Regions from separate parts of the Mus musculus genome. Here region 2 is linked to region 1. Evidence: chromatin contacts called from public HiChIP or PLAC-seq data. All regions are on one chromosome and are shown on one strand. The core of a region is the stretch at or near the end of the contact, and the rest is flanking DNA. Distances in the headings are between cores, read along the strand shown. Region 1 has its middle 41 kb from the start of Gm26685. Region 2 has its middle 43 kb from the start of Dpt.

Region 1 (6,509 bases), core at 1,476-3,975:
CTCCAGATCCATCCATTTGCCTAAGAATTTCATAAATTCATTGTTTTTAATAGCTGAGTAGTACTCCATTGTGTAAATGTACCACATATTCTGTATCCATTCCTCTGTTGAGGGGCATCTGGGTTCTTTCCAGCTTCTGCTTATTATAAATAAGGCTGCCATGAACATATGGAGCATGTGTCCTTATTACATGTTGGAGCATCTTCTGGGTATATGCCCAGGAGTGGTATTGCTGGGACCTCAGTTGGTACTATGTCCAATTTTATGAGGAACTACCAAACTGATTTCCAGAGTGGTTGTACCAGCTTGCAATCCCATCAGTAATGGAGGAGTGTTGCTCTTTCTCCACATCCTTGCCAGTATCTGCTGTCATCTGAGTTTTCGATCTTAGCCATTCTGATTGGTGTGCGGTGGAATCTTAGGGTTGTTTTGATTTTCATTTCTCTGATGACTAAGGATGTTGAACATTTTTTAGGTGCTTATCAGCCATTCAGTATTCCTCAGTTGAGAATTTTGTTTAGCTCTGTTCCCCATCTTTTAATAGGGCTATTTGTTTCTCTGGAGTCTAACTTCTTGAGTTCTTTGTATATATTGGATATTAGTTCTCTATTGGATGTAGGATTGGTAATATAGCTGTCTTCTGAGAGGCTCTGCCAGTGCCTGACAAATACAGAGGTGGATGGTCACAGCCATCCATTGGACTGAGCACAGGGTCCCCAATGAAGGAGCTAGAGAAAGGACCCAAGGAGTTGAAGGAGTTTCCAGCCCCATAGAAGAAACAACAATATGAACTAACCAGTACCCCCAGAGCTCCCAGGGACTAAACCACCAACCAAAGAGTACACATGGTAGGACCCATGGCTCTAGCTGCATATGTAGTAGAGGATGGCCTAGTTGGTCATCAATGGGAGGAGAGGCCCTTGGTCCTATGAAGGCTCAATGCTCCAGTGTAGGGGAATGCCAGGGCCAGGAAGTAGGAGTGGGTTGGTTGGTGAGTAGGAGGAGGGGGTTTTCAGAGGGGAAACCAGGAAACGGGATAACATTTGAAATGTAAATAAAGAAAATATCTAATAAAAATAGTTGAAAAACAAGTTAAAAATAAAAAAGAAACACCCCTCTATTAATGTTAATCAAAGTACTATTTATTTCCTTCATGAGCTTAATAATAACCAGCACCTATTTACTTGGTTACTGCCTGCTCTCCTTACCTACCCTCCCCCCACATCCAATTATAATGCAGACCCCATGGGGATAGAGATCATGCCTGAGGTTTTTTATTTCATACTGTTAGTGCTGGCTCCAGTATGTGGGATGAATAAGTGAGTGTCTAAACATTCATTTTATGATGAGCACGTATCAGACTCTGAGCTAGAGACAACCAGTACTGCAGATACCAGACCCACTTCTGTCTTCATTAGCACCCTTCCCCATAGCAGGTGGGTGAAAGGGGAGGGAAATTGTAATTACATCATAGAATGACAAACACGCTGGTTGTGGGAGGTAGAGGAAGAGGAGGAGGAGGAGGAGGAGGAGGAGGAGGAGGAGGAGGATCAATCCAGATTGAGAAGGAGATGGGATCAGACAAGTTCTAGGTTTGGGCTGGAGCTTGAAAGGAAGAAGTCTGTCTGGTAAATGAGATGAAGAGGGCATTGGAGGGGAGATGTTCCAGCATCCTGCTTAGAGAGGAGATAAACAGAACCATGGCCATGCCAGAGCCCATGCCAGGGAGGACCACAGAAGAGGTAGCCTTTAGGGTGGAGACTGGCTGTCCTTATGGGGAGGGATATGGGCCAACATAGAGACCTCAGAATGGAACCCTGACTGAAGAAGGTGAAGTGCTGTCTGTTCCATGACTCCTATTCCTGGTTAACATACTCCCTTCTCCCCACATTGTTGTGGGGTGAGCAGAGGAGAGGTTTTGGGGTGATCCTGGCTGGTGGCACAGAAGCATATGTCATAAGGAACATTGGCTCTCCCTGTAGGATGTGTGCCATGCTAAGCAAAGCCTTGATGACAGGCCTATGGCCTCGTAAGAACAACCCGAGTCAGGAGTCAGCTAAGTGGTGGGAGAAAAGCATAAACTTGGCTCTTGAAAGAATTAAGATGGCAAGCTTTGGGTAATGCCTCTTGAGACTCTTGGTGCCACCGGAAGTTTGGAAAGCTGGGGTTGGGAGAGGGATGACCAGACAACAGTCGCCTATGCCCCTCCATCCCATAATGCTTCCTGTGGCTAATACTGAAGCCATGCATGACATACTGTAATCACTAGGAAGATAACAGTAAACAGTCCAAGCCCACTCGCTCCTAAGCTTATATCCTTATTCTCTCTGTGTGTGGTGTGTGCATGTGCCTCCAAGTGAGTGTGTGTGTGTAGTGTGTGTGTGATGGGTAGAGAAGAGCAGAGAGACAACAATATAAATGGGTGAAACCAAGTAGAAGACAGCTGCTAAGATGGTTACAAAGGTGATGGGTGTGGGGAGGGGCTGCTGAGGGAGAGGGAACAGGCCTGGCCTCACTTGAGGAGGTGACGTAAGAACAGAACACCAAACACTGGGGCTGTTTTTTCCCTCTTCAATTCCTTGTCCCCTCTGGACTTTGTCTCTATTTACTTGGCAGCATGGTTATTGTAGGGTAGGGTTTTATAAAATACAGGCAGTACCAAGTCATGTTCTTGGGCTCCTGTGTTCCCCATATAGCTTGCTTCACTAACGTTTGGTTTCCCTTATAGATGTGAGTGTAATTACGTCATTTACCGGGAAAAAGCAGGAGCTTAGATATTCTTGGAACTGAAAGCAAAAAACACTGGCCTATCTAAATCTGTTCAAACTGAGGTTCTTCAGGGAAGTATCAAGGGCCACAGACCTTTCCCAAAGCCTGTGTATGGAGAAAGGAAGCTGAAGGAGGAGGCGTCAATGTTTTCTTTAAGGGAGCTTTGAGTGTGCCTCTGTTCGGGGCTGGACTAGGAACTGAGAGTCGGAGTCAAGGTCATCTCTGCTGTGGGAGTAGAGAAGGAGAGGGAGTTGCAGGAAGGGAGTTTAAGGAGCCAGGCTCTTGCAACAGAGTCTTCTGGGATTACAGCAAGGCACTAGCAATAGTGGGTGCATGTGCCTCATGTTTCTGATGCCGACTTGTCTCTTCCCGTCTGAGCCCCAACAGCTGTTGCTTCTTTCTTTTCTCTCACACAGATGGATGCCTTACAGACTCCATCTAAACATTCTTGACATTTATTTTTTCCCCCCCGATCGATTTTGCTATTATTATTTTTGAATCCCAACTACATTGACCCTCTAATAGTGTGTGCATGTATGTATGTGTATGTGTGTGTGAAAGTGTGTGTGCATGCCTGGGTGTACATGTATATATGTCTATGTGAGTGTGTGTCTCTGTGTGTGTATGTCTGTGTATGTCTGTGTTTGTTAGTGTATGTATATGTCTCTCTGTGTATGACTATGTGTGTGTATGCATGAGTGTGTGTCTGTGTGTGTTTGTGAGTGGGTGTGTTTATGTCTGACTCTGTGGATATAACTGTGTGTATGTGTGAGTATGCTGAGAGAGTGTTTGTGTGCATGTGTGTGTGTCTGTGTATATATGCATGAATGTGTAAGTGTGGACATGTATCTATGTGTTGCATGTGAGTATATGTGAATATATATACGTGCGTGAGTGTGTGTATATGTGCACCTCTCTGTGTGTATGTGTGTGTGTGTATGTCTGCCTGTTGTATGTGTGTGTGTGTGTGTGTCTGTGTGTGTATGTTTGTATATGTATGTGTACTGTAGTACAAAGAATTAAACCCAGGGTCTCCTCCTATCTAGATGATCTTTTAGGAGGGAGCGCCCAAATACCCTATCAGTAGGGAAAGGGAACTCAGAATTATCCAAGTGATGGCCTCTATACATGAGATCTGGATGAAGCAGAAGCAGAGGAACCAATGTGGACCAAGGCTGGAAACAAGATAGAATCTCAGCTGTCCCAGGAAGAGCCAGTGGCTACAGACGTCCCGGATAGAGTGAGCGAAGCTACCACAGGCCCCTTTCACTCCAGATCATCTACTGTCGAAATCTCCCAACCTTTGATGCTACTTAAAGAGTAGGAAATATGGAAATGACCACATTTAAATATGACTACTGTTTTTATCTCAATTGACTGGATCAAGTTTTCTGCCAACAAGAAGAAAATTGGTGACTGAAATAGAAGTGGAGTTAGAGATGAATAAAAGAACTCACATTTTTATTTTTGCACATTTGAATCGTGTAGTTTGCAAATGAAGCGTTTTTTCTAGCCACTGTACTACTGTCAATGAGATGAAGAGATGCGGAGTTCTCTGGGAGCGAGTCCAGATGAAAATCCATTATCAGCTCTTGTGTTCTGTGACCCTAGAAAATGTGCTCAATGCTCCTGCAAAGAAAAGTTCCTTAGCTGGGGGCTAGAGATATATAGTTCAGTGTTAGAAGGCTTGCTTAATATTCCTGAGGCTCCTGAACTAAAACACACACACACACACACGCGCACACGCACATGCACACGCACACAGTAAGGCAGGCAATCATGCATGTGCTCCTTGAGCTGGTCACACTAGTGCATACCTATAATCCCAGTACTCAGGAGTAGAAGCAAGAAGATTGCCAGTTCCGAGTCAGCTTGATCTACATAGCAAGTTCCTGGCCAGCCTTTGTTATATAGTGAAACCCTGTCTCCTAAAACAAAATGACAAAGTAAAACAAGGCAAGAAAACAATAAAAATAAAACCAAAACCCTGTGGTTCGGAGACCAAGGCCGGCAGGCTATTCTCTTATGTGCTTCTCTGCAAATATTTCTTCAGTCATCACCAAAACTCATCTCATTGAACCACATTCTCAGGTCCTGGGTACTAGGATTTCAACACACACATTTGCAGGGACACACTCCAGTCCATGCCAGGTAGTATAGGAAACCAGTTGGCCCATAAGAGGTCCCTTGATCATGTGAATTCTTTTCTCCATTTCCTTAGGTTGTAGTATGAGACTTAAGCTATCAAGGGTGCCTACTCTAGGTAGAGGAGTGGGGGAACCAGTGAACAGAGACTTCCTAGACAACGTAACCTTGTTGCCATTCTCAAACTGTTTGAACTTGGCACAAGCTACCAATTTCTGATCCACCTTCTGACAACAATCAGCTAACACAAGCATCAAAATTACAATGAATTAGCAGGCTCAAAGTATGCAGCAGATGGCTTGACTTCCATCAGGGGCTTCCTAATTGGCATTTAAGTTGGACAGAGACTATTAGGAAGTGCACTGTGCTGAACAGATGTGAGATATCAGGTCCTCTGCTCTCCCTGATTTCCAAAACTGACTTTGTGAATTGGAAATGCCTGCCTGTTACGAAAAGCCCAGCTTTGATTGTCCTCTTCACACTGTTTGCTAGTCACTAGTTCTCTGGACTTTGAAGTCTACCCTAGATGCCGTTAGTAGAGGAAGCTCTAGGTGTAGCTACTGATTTCCCAGGAAGAAGCTAGTGTGTGTGTGTGTGCACGTGTGTGTATGTTCTTGCTGTTATCCCTCCTAGAATTTGTGTGAAAATCAGTGAGAGAGCTGTGGAATCCCCCGTGGTCTTCTCTCTGGGTTCCTTCTATCTTCTAAAGTGACATAGAGGATTCTCTCTCTCTCTCTCTCTCTCTCTCTCTCTCTCTCTCTCTGACTAATGCTTCTCAGATCCAGCTCATTGTGGGAGCTTCCACACACAATGATCTTCTTGAAGGCAGAGCCAGATGTGGATTCCCCTGAAGGCTGAAAGTGCCTGTCTTCATGGCTGAGGAATGGATAGTGTAAATGCGTGTCTTCCTGGCTGAGAAATGTGTGGCTTAATCAGTATTTGCGAAATGGATACTGGACTGAGTATCTGGCTGAGCTACCTTTAGCAGTTATAGTGGTCAGTCTCCTAGACATTTGTACATCCCAAAAGTTCTCCATTTCCACAGAGACAGTACCTTAGAGAAGACTTACTTCAGCTTCCAGAACCCCATAGGAATGAGGAAGATTCCATGGAAAGAGCAGGCAGCAGGCAGATAGCAATCTGTGTGCTTGGACAAGGAAGTGGGAACAGAAGTTGTCCTCATTTGCATGGTGATCCTATTTCTTATTTAGTCCCCTTTGCCTTCTATTTGTGTTTTCTTTGTCCCTCGAGGTCTTACCCATCCAAATGTTCTTGTTCCTAAAGCCCCAAATGTGAACCAAATGGCTGCTTTGGATCCCTGGGGGACATCTTGATCATTTTATTATGATATTAGCCAACTCCTCCAAAGTTTGTTTAATGAAGGTGGCGTTTACATGTCAATATAGCATATCTGGGAAAATTAATGGTACTCATTACTATTTCCTGATATGTGGGATATATAGATAATATTGTGGGAACAGTGGTGGTACCTTGGAAAGAAAGAGATCTCATATCTTATATCGACAATTAGCAATAATAGCTCACAGGAAGGCATATTATAGCTTTTTGACAATGATGGAGAATATTAACCATTA
Region 2 (6,509 bases), core at 2,009-4,508, 210 kb after region 1:
AGGAAATACAGTCCTTCTCATTCATTCCAGAAACAGGAGAACTTACATATGAAGAAAAATCCATGTGTACAATTGTTGGCCGGTTTATATGTGATAACCCAAATATTGGAGCAATCAAATACCTTTTTGTAGGTGAACAGATGGATGATGAATGTGGCATATTCAAACTGTAGAAGGGTGATCCCAATGGAATATATATATATATATATATACCCTCAAATTTCAGTTTTGGGGTTGTGCATTCTGTGGGTTTGGATAAATATCTATTGACAGCATCTCTAAAATCTTCTATGTTCTATCAATGACTCCTCTTTTCCCTAGGTCCTAGCAACCACTGAACTTTTTACTCTCTATATGTTCACCTTTCCCCAGAATGTTATGATAGTTCGGAATATGTTACATTTTTGATTACCTTCTGTCATGCTTATGTGAAATGTTTATGAAGTTCTGACTTTTTGTGGCATGAAGATTCTTTTTGTTTGGGGCTAGATTATATTCTACCATCTGGGTGTATTGAACTTATTATCCCTTCACCTATGGGACACCAGGTTTCTTCTCAGTCTTGTCATTTCTGAATAATGCTACTTTATCTGTATTCAGGTTTTATATGGCCACACATATTGAACTTACTTAAGTGAGGTCTAAGGAGTGTGATTGTTCTTATAGAGACTTATAAAGTGACTGTACCACTTTATACTTCCACAAGCAATGAACTTGAATCCTGTTGTGTCTCCTCATCATTTGGTGTGGCCAGTTGTTGTTGTTTTTAATCCTAAACACTTTAATTGGTATGAGGTAGTAACTCATTGTAGTTTTAGATCGTGTTTCTATGTCAACATATAGAGAGAGACGATGAGTCAATGAACAGTTTTCAGAGGGAAGGGATGACTGAGGATGGTGGACAGGATGCGTATAAAAGCAGTTGCGTTAGAGGCATTTTTGGAATGATGAACAGTTTGTACTATGTTTGTGGGGATGGTTAGGCAATTCTACATGTGTTGCAAAGATATAAAACTGCACACACAGCGAGGAGATGTTGACACATGCCTTTAATCCCAGCACTTGCAAGGCAAAGGCAAGTAGATCTCTGTGAGTTCAAGGCCACCTTGGTCTACAGAGTGAGATCCAGGAGTTCCAGAGCTAAAACAGAGAAACCTTGTTTTAAAAAAATAAAACAAACAAAACAAACAAACAAAACAAACAAACAAACAAACAAACACAAAACACCAAACAGAAAAACTCAAAAAACAAACACACACACACACATGATGCATGGTTTTATTGGTTCATAATGTGTTAACTCTATTATGAAAATGTTGGGGTAAATAAGTTGAAGGCTCTGTGAATCTATATCACTTTTGCAACTTCCCCTAAATCTATAGTTATTTCAAATAAAAAGGTTTTAAAATGTCAATTGCCCCCCAAATGATGAAGAGATTCCAGAGAGTATTATACAAGGCCCAGAAGGTGTTTTTACAGGAACTAGAATGCTGACTTAGAACTTTAGGTCAAATTCAAAAGAACTAAAGTCATCAATGAGCCCATGCAGAAGATGGAAGAAGTTGGAACATTTAAGCTATCTCACTTACCGTAAATCTACAGTAATACCAAGATGTAGACTGTTGATAAACAGATCAATAAAACGATTCAGAATAAAGCTCACATGTGTATGGTCAGTTTGCTTTTTAGATAAAAATGAAGAGATAATTCAGTGGAGGGAAGAGAGCAGCCATTCCACCAACTGTGCTGCACAATCAGCCACGTACAAGGAAATGAAGTAGAATTGTATCTCAGGAGGACACATGCTTAACAAGAGCAAGGCTTTGCTTCTTACACACACACACACACACACACACACACACACACACACACACACACGCATGCACACCATGTAAACATCCCACACACAGTATGCATGTGCACATTAGTACATGAAACACTTTGCAATCTTTGCAAACTTTCTAGTTTGGGGTTTAGCACCTCTACTGTGCTAATTAATTAATTCATCTAAGAAACTTTGACAAAATGATCACTCTTCTTAACTATTTAATTTTTATTCCTTGACAATTTCACACACATATACAGGGAATTTTGATGTTTTCACCCCCATTTCTTTCTCTCATTCCCCTTCTGTGTTAATTTGAATAAAGTGTTGCACACAAGTCTCAGGGATTTAAATTCTTCATCCCCAGCTAGTGGCTGTTTGGGGAAGATTAGGAGATATGGTATTGCTGGAGGAAGTATGTGACCAGGGGAGAACTAACAGTTTCAAAAGACTCTAGTTCATCAGCTTTCTTTGCTGTCTGTTTATGGATCAGGCTGTGAGCTCTCGGCTTCTGCTCCAGGGCCATACCTGCTTGCCTGCTGCTATGATGTCTGCAATGATGGTCATGGACTCTGAACTGGCTAGAACTGTCAGCCCCAAATACGTCTTTTCTTCTCTAAGTTGTCTTGGTCATGTTGTTTTATCACAGCGATAGCAAAGTACCTAATATATACACTCCTGCTGCTGAAACATTTATTTTATTCCCAAGAAGTCGGCATCCTAAATCTATGCCATTGAGTGTGAGAGCCACTGAGTTTAACTAGGATTGCTTCCAGGAGCCCAAGGTTATTTCCTGGAGCATGAACAGCTTATCTGTGGCTACACTACTGAAGAAAATGATAGTCACCAGCCTTCATTAACTGTCGGTAGTCCCCCGAGGGAGGGAGGGGCCTCATAAGCCCCTCCCTTATCCATGATGGATGGTTCACCAGGCCAATCTTATTCAGATCTTGTGGAGGAAAACACATCTGCCCTGAGTTCATGAAGGCAAAGGCCATGTCAAGTCCAGAAGGCACCTACTGCAGTGCACCCTTCCCATCCTCTGGCTCTGATGGACAGATAATACCGCACTTAAGGCTGAGCATGCCCCTGTCAATCATTTGTAGTGTTCTGACCCGTTATGAGTCTGTATATTAAAATGTTTACCCTTTAATATAAAGTTGCCATAGAGTTGGAGATCAGAAAGACCTCATTTGCAATTCTGGCTTTGCCACAGGCTGACAGTCTTCAGGTAGGCTGCTTAACTCCTTGAAGAGCTCTGACAACCTGTACATGCATTTGTGATACATTTGCTTGTCTAAAGCTGATAGTTGAGTGACATCATATTTTTTGTGTGTGCCACTCTCTTGCCAGGAACACATTAGAGTCAATCAGCATCCAATTGTTACACTTCTGCCTGCCTTGGCTCTAAGAGCAGCATCTGCCTTCACAGTCTGCCTTCCTTCTTCCATGGGGGTTGGTTGGTTTCAGAATGGGATGAGTCAGCATAGTTCCGCACCTCACACAGAGAACTCACTCATTTTCCTTAAACCCCTCAATCCTTTCCAAGCCCATGAGCATCCCTTGGCAGCTCCACACACCACACGCCCATCTGAGAACACTCACCAGGTAAAAGCGAGGCACTTCGGCTCACTCTGAACTTTTCAATACACTGTCAGGGACTAACTCCATGGTGAATACCTCTGAATGCATTGATTTCTTTAGAGCAATTTGATCCCCACAATCCAGAGCTGACTTCCCTGAGGCCAATCAATACATCAATGGAAATATAAATAAATCAAAATAAAACTCTACACCTCTAGAACTCATGTGGACATCATAATATGACTACTATCTAAGACACTCTTTTTAGTCTCACTTCTTTTGTGTGTAGGTTTTCTCCAAAATCAGTAGTCTGTGAGGACAAGAATACTTCTGAAACATATAAATGGCTTAAAACCATCCACAGTTTTTATTTGATGCATTGGTTTTGATGACATAAACAATGTCACACACAGTCATGCTTCTTTTTATTAGATATTTTCTTTATTTACATTTCAAATGCTATCCTGAAAGTCCCATATACCCTCCCCCAGCCCTGCTCCCCAACCCACCCACTCCTGCTTTCTGGCCCTGGCATTCCCCTGTACTGGGGCATATAATCTTTGCAAGACCAAGGGCCTCTCCTCCCATTGATGGCTGACTAGGCCATCCTCTGCTACATATGCAACTAGAGACACAGTTCTGGGAGGTACTGGTTAGTTCATATTGTTGTTCCTCCTATAGTGTTGCAGACCCCTTTAGCTCCTTGGGTAATTTCTCTAGCTCCTTCATTAGGGGCCCTGTGTGCCATACAATAGATGACTGTGAGCATCCACTTCTGTATTTGCCAGGCACTGGCATAGCCTCACAAAAGATAGCTATATCAGGGTCCTGTCAGCAAAATCTTGCTGGCATATGCAATAGTGTCTGGGTTTGGTGGTTGTTTATGGGATGGATCCCCTTACTCATCTCTCACCACCTCAGACACCTCAGAGTTCTTAGCTCAGGTATTTTCTCTTTCTCAGGGATTCCTTTCCTTCTTTTGACTCGACTCATCTGGAAGGTGGAGCCACAGTTGAAGCTACATGTCCTCCATGAAACTTAGAGTTCATGGTATCTGTTTACATTCTCAGCTTCCCATGGCCTTCAGCTGTGGGGCTGGGATTTTAGAAATCCATATTAATCTCTAGCTGTGGGAAGTTGAACAAGGTATTTGCTCTTCTCATCCTATATCATCTGTAACTTCAAAATGAAGACACTAGCAGGACACTCAGGACCATTGTGAGGACTGAACGAGGCAATGCACATGGAAGTTCTTTGCAAATTGAGCCAGGGTAAACAAATAAAATGGTTACTTATGCCTCAAATAGCCCTCATCCCAGATTGCCTTTCTTGTGTGTGGATATGGCTCCTGATTCCTTTTGAGAAATGCTGTGAAGGTCGAGCTGTTTTATCCATCTTTACAACCCCTAACATGCTTTACACATGCAGGCATACATTAGGACATGGAACGGAGAGTATTTAGTATGGGGTGGAGCCGATCTTCTCTTCATTCAGCGAAGCAAATTATCCATCGCTGCATCATTTCTCTATTTAGCCAGCAATCAATACACACATTTGCCCTTACAATGTTTTACTAGAAGATTGCTTTCATGGGGAAGAGGGTGAGTTAGGCCCCCCCCCCCCCGCCACTGTACCCCAATGGGTACCACATGTTCAAAGCCTGCAGAGCAAGTCACCAGCACAATTCATCAAATGATTATAGGAATTCAGGAAACAGCAAGTCCTCATTAAACCAAAATAACAATCCGCAGCAGATGCATGCTCTATTTTCAAACTATGCCCTTGTGTTCTATTACCCCAGAGTTGTGGAGTCAAAGCTTGTAACAGAGTAACTGAGCTGGAAGCCAAAATAGGATGATTGTGCAGCTCTTGTGGAGAAGTCTAAATCGGAATTGCAGATGTTTATAGCCAAAGTCAAGAACATCTTCCATCTGAGGAGGGAACACAGAACTCAACTATTGCTAATGTCATAACTTTAAAAAAGAAGAATAGTGTTGAGATTTTTACTGTGAACCCTTTTATGTAACCACTTCCATTTTTAACTAGTCCTCCTGGTAGACCTGGGCTTCTTCCCTCTTTGTATTCCCAACAGTCCAGTCTCTGCACATCTCTGATTAGCACATTGCACACTGTCTGGGAACAAGATCTACTTACACTTCAATCCAGTTAGACTTAGTTTCTTTCTTTCTTTCTTTCTTTCTTTCTTTCTTTCTTTCTTTCTTTCTTTCTTTCTTTCTTTCTTTCCTTCTTTCTTTCTTTCTTTCTCTTCCTCTCTCTCCTTCCTTCCTTTCATTCTTTCTTTCTCCTTTATATGTATATATGTACATATGTGTGCATATGTGTGCACACACATGTGTATATGTATGCAGAAACCAGAGTCAGACACTGGGTGTCTTCTTCTGTTACTTCTCCGTATTTTTTTTCCAATTCAGGGTCTTACTATATCACTATGGCCTGGAAATCTCTGTACAGACCAGGCTGACCTTGAATTTATAGAGATCTGCTTGCTTCCAGCTCCAGAGTGCTGGGATTAAAGATGAATTGCACTGTTCCCAAGCCAGTTAAACATTCTTAAGAGAGCATAGAGACTGAATTAGTTAAGTGGTGCTAAGTTTGGGCATTGTCCTTGTAGAAAGAAAGGTTGATGTACCACTAGATGTGATTCTTCACTTCTGAAGAGAGTTATGAGTGTAAGTAGACATTTATGAGCCCTTACCATATAGAAGAGCCGGGGCTATGGGAGAGGGGAGAGGTAAAGGGGGTGGGAGATAAAGGCTTAGATTTACCATTTATTTACTTGGCAAAGAACTTTGGGCAAGGCTTTTGATCATTCTGAGTGCCAAGTTTTTTTTTTTTAATTAAAAAATTTATCTGACAAATGATTTGAAGAATGCATGTTATAAGCCAGCTGTTGTGCAAGATGTTAGGGAAACAGTGATAAATGGGATGTGGGCTTTCTTTGAAAATAAGTATTACTTACAGCACGACAGAGATAAATGAATGCTACTTAAGGTGGGGCCAAGATAGAAATGGTTCCATTTTGAAAAACAGCCACTCTAGTCCTGGAAGATCAGGACAGATTTCTGACACAATGGCATTC

What was found. HiChIP or PLAC-seq counts read pairs in DNA pulled down with a chosen protein or histone mark.
Region 2: a contact with region 1 is called in an H3K27ac HiChIP or PLAC-seq map of SST interneurons, with 2.8 times the contacts expected there. The contact joins two enhancer-like sites. A contact is called at or near these places in 1 of 15 datasets of contacts at CTCF or cohesin (pro-B cells) and 1 of 115 datasets of contacts at active chromatin or transcription factors (SST interneurons).

The regions. Positions count from the first base shown.
Region 1 is chr1:164,540,631-164,547,139 of GRCm38.p6, forward strand. No RefSeq gene overlaps it. Among named protein-coding and RNA genes, the nearest start is that of Gm26685, 41 kb to the left of the region's middle. Within about 2 kb of position 2,726, at least 34 of the 459 cell types and tissues checked have an H3K27ac peak or open chromatin away from gene starts, as enhancers often do. A contact at or near this core is called in SST interneurons, where this site is marked.
Region 2 is chr1:164,750,678-164,757,186 of GRCm38.p6, forward strand. No RefSeq gene overlaps it. Among named protein-coding and RNA genes, the nearest start is that of Dpt, 43 kb to the right of the region's middle. Within about 2 kb of position 3,259, at least 12 of the 459 cell types and tissues checked have an H3K27ac peak or open chromatin away from gene starts, as enhancers often do. A contact at or near this core is called in SST interneurons, where this site is marked.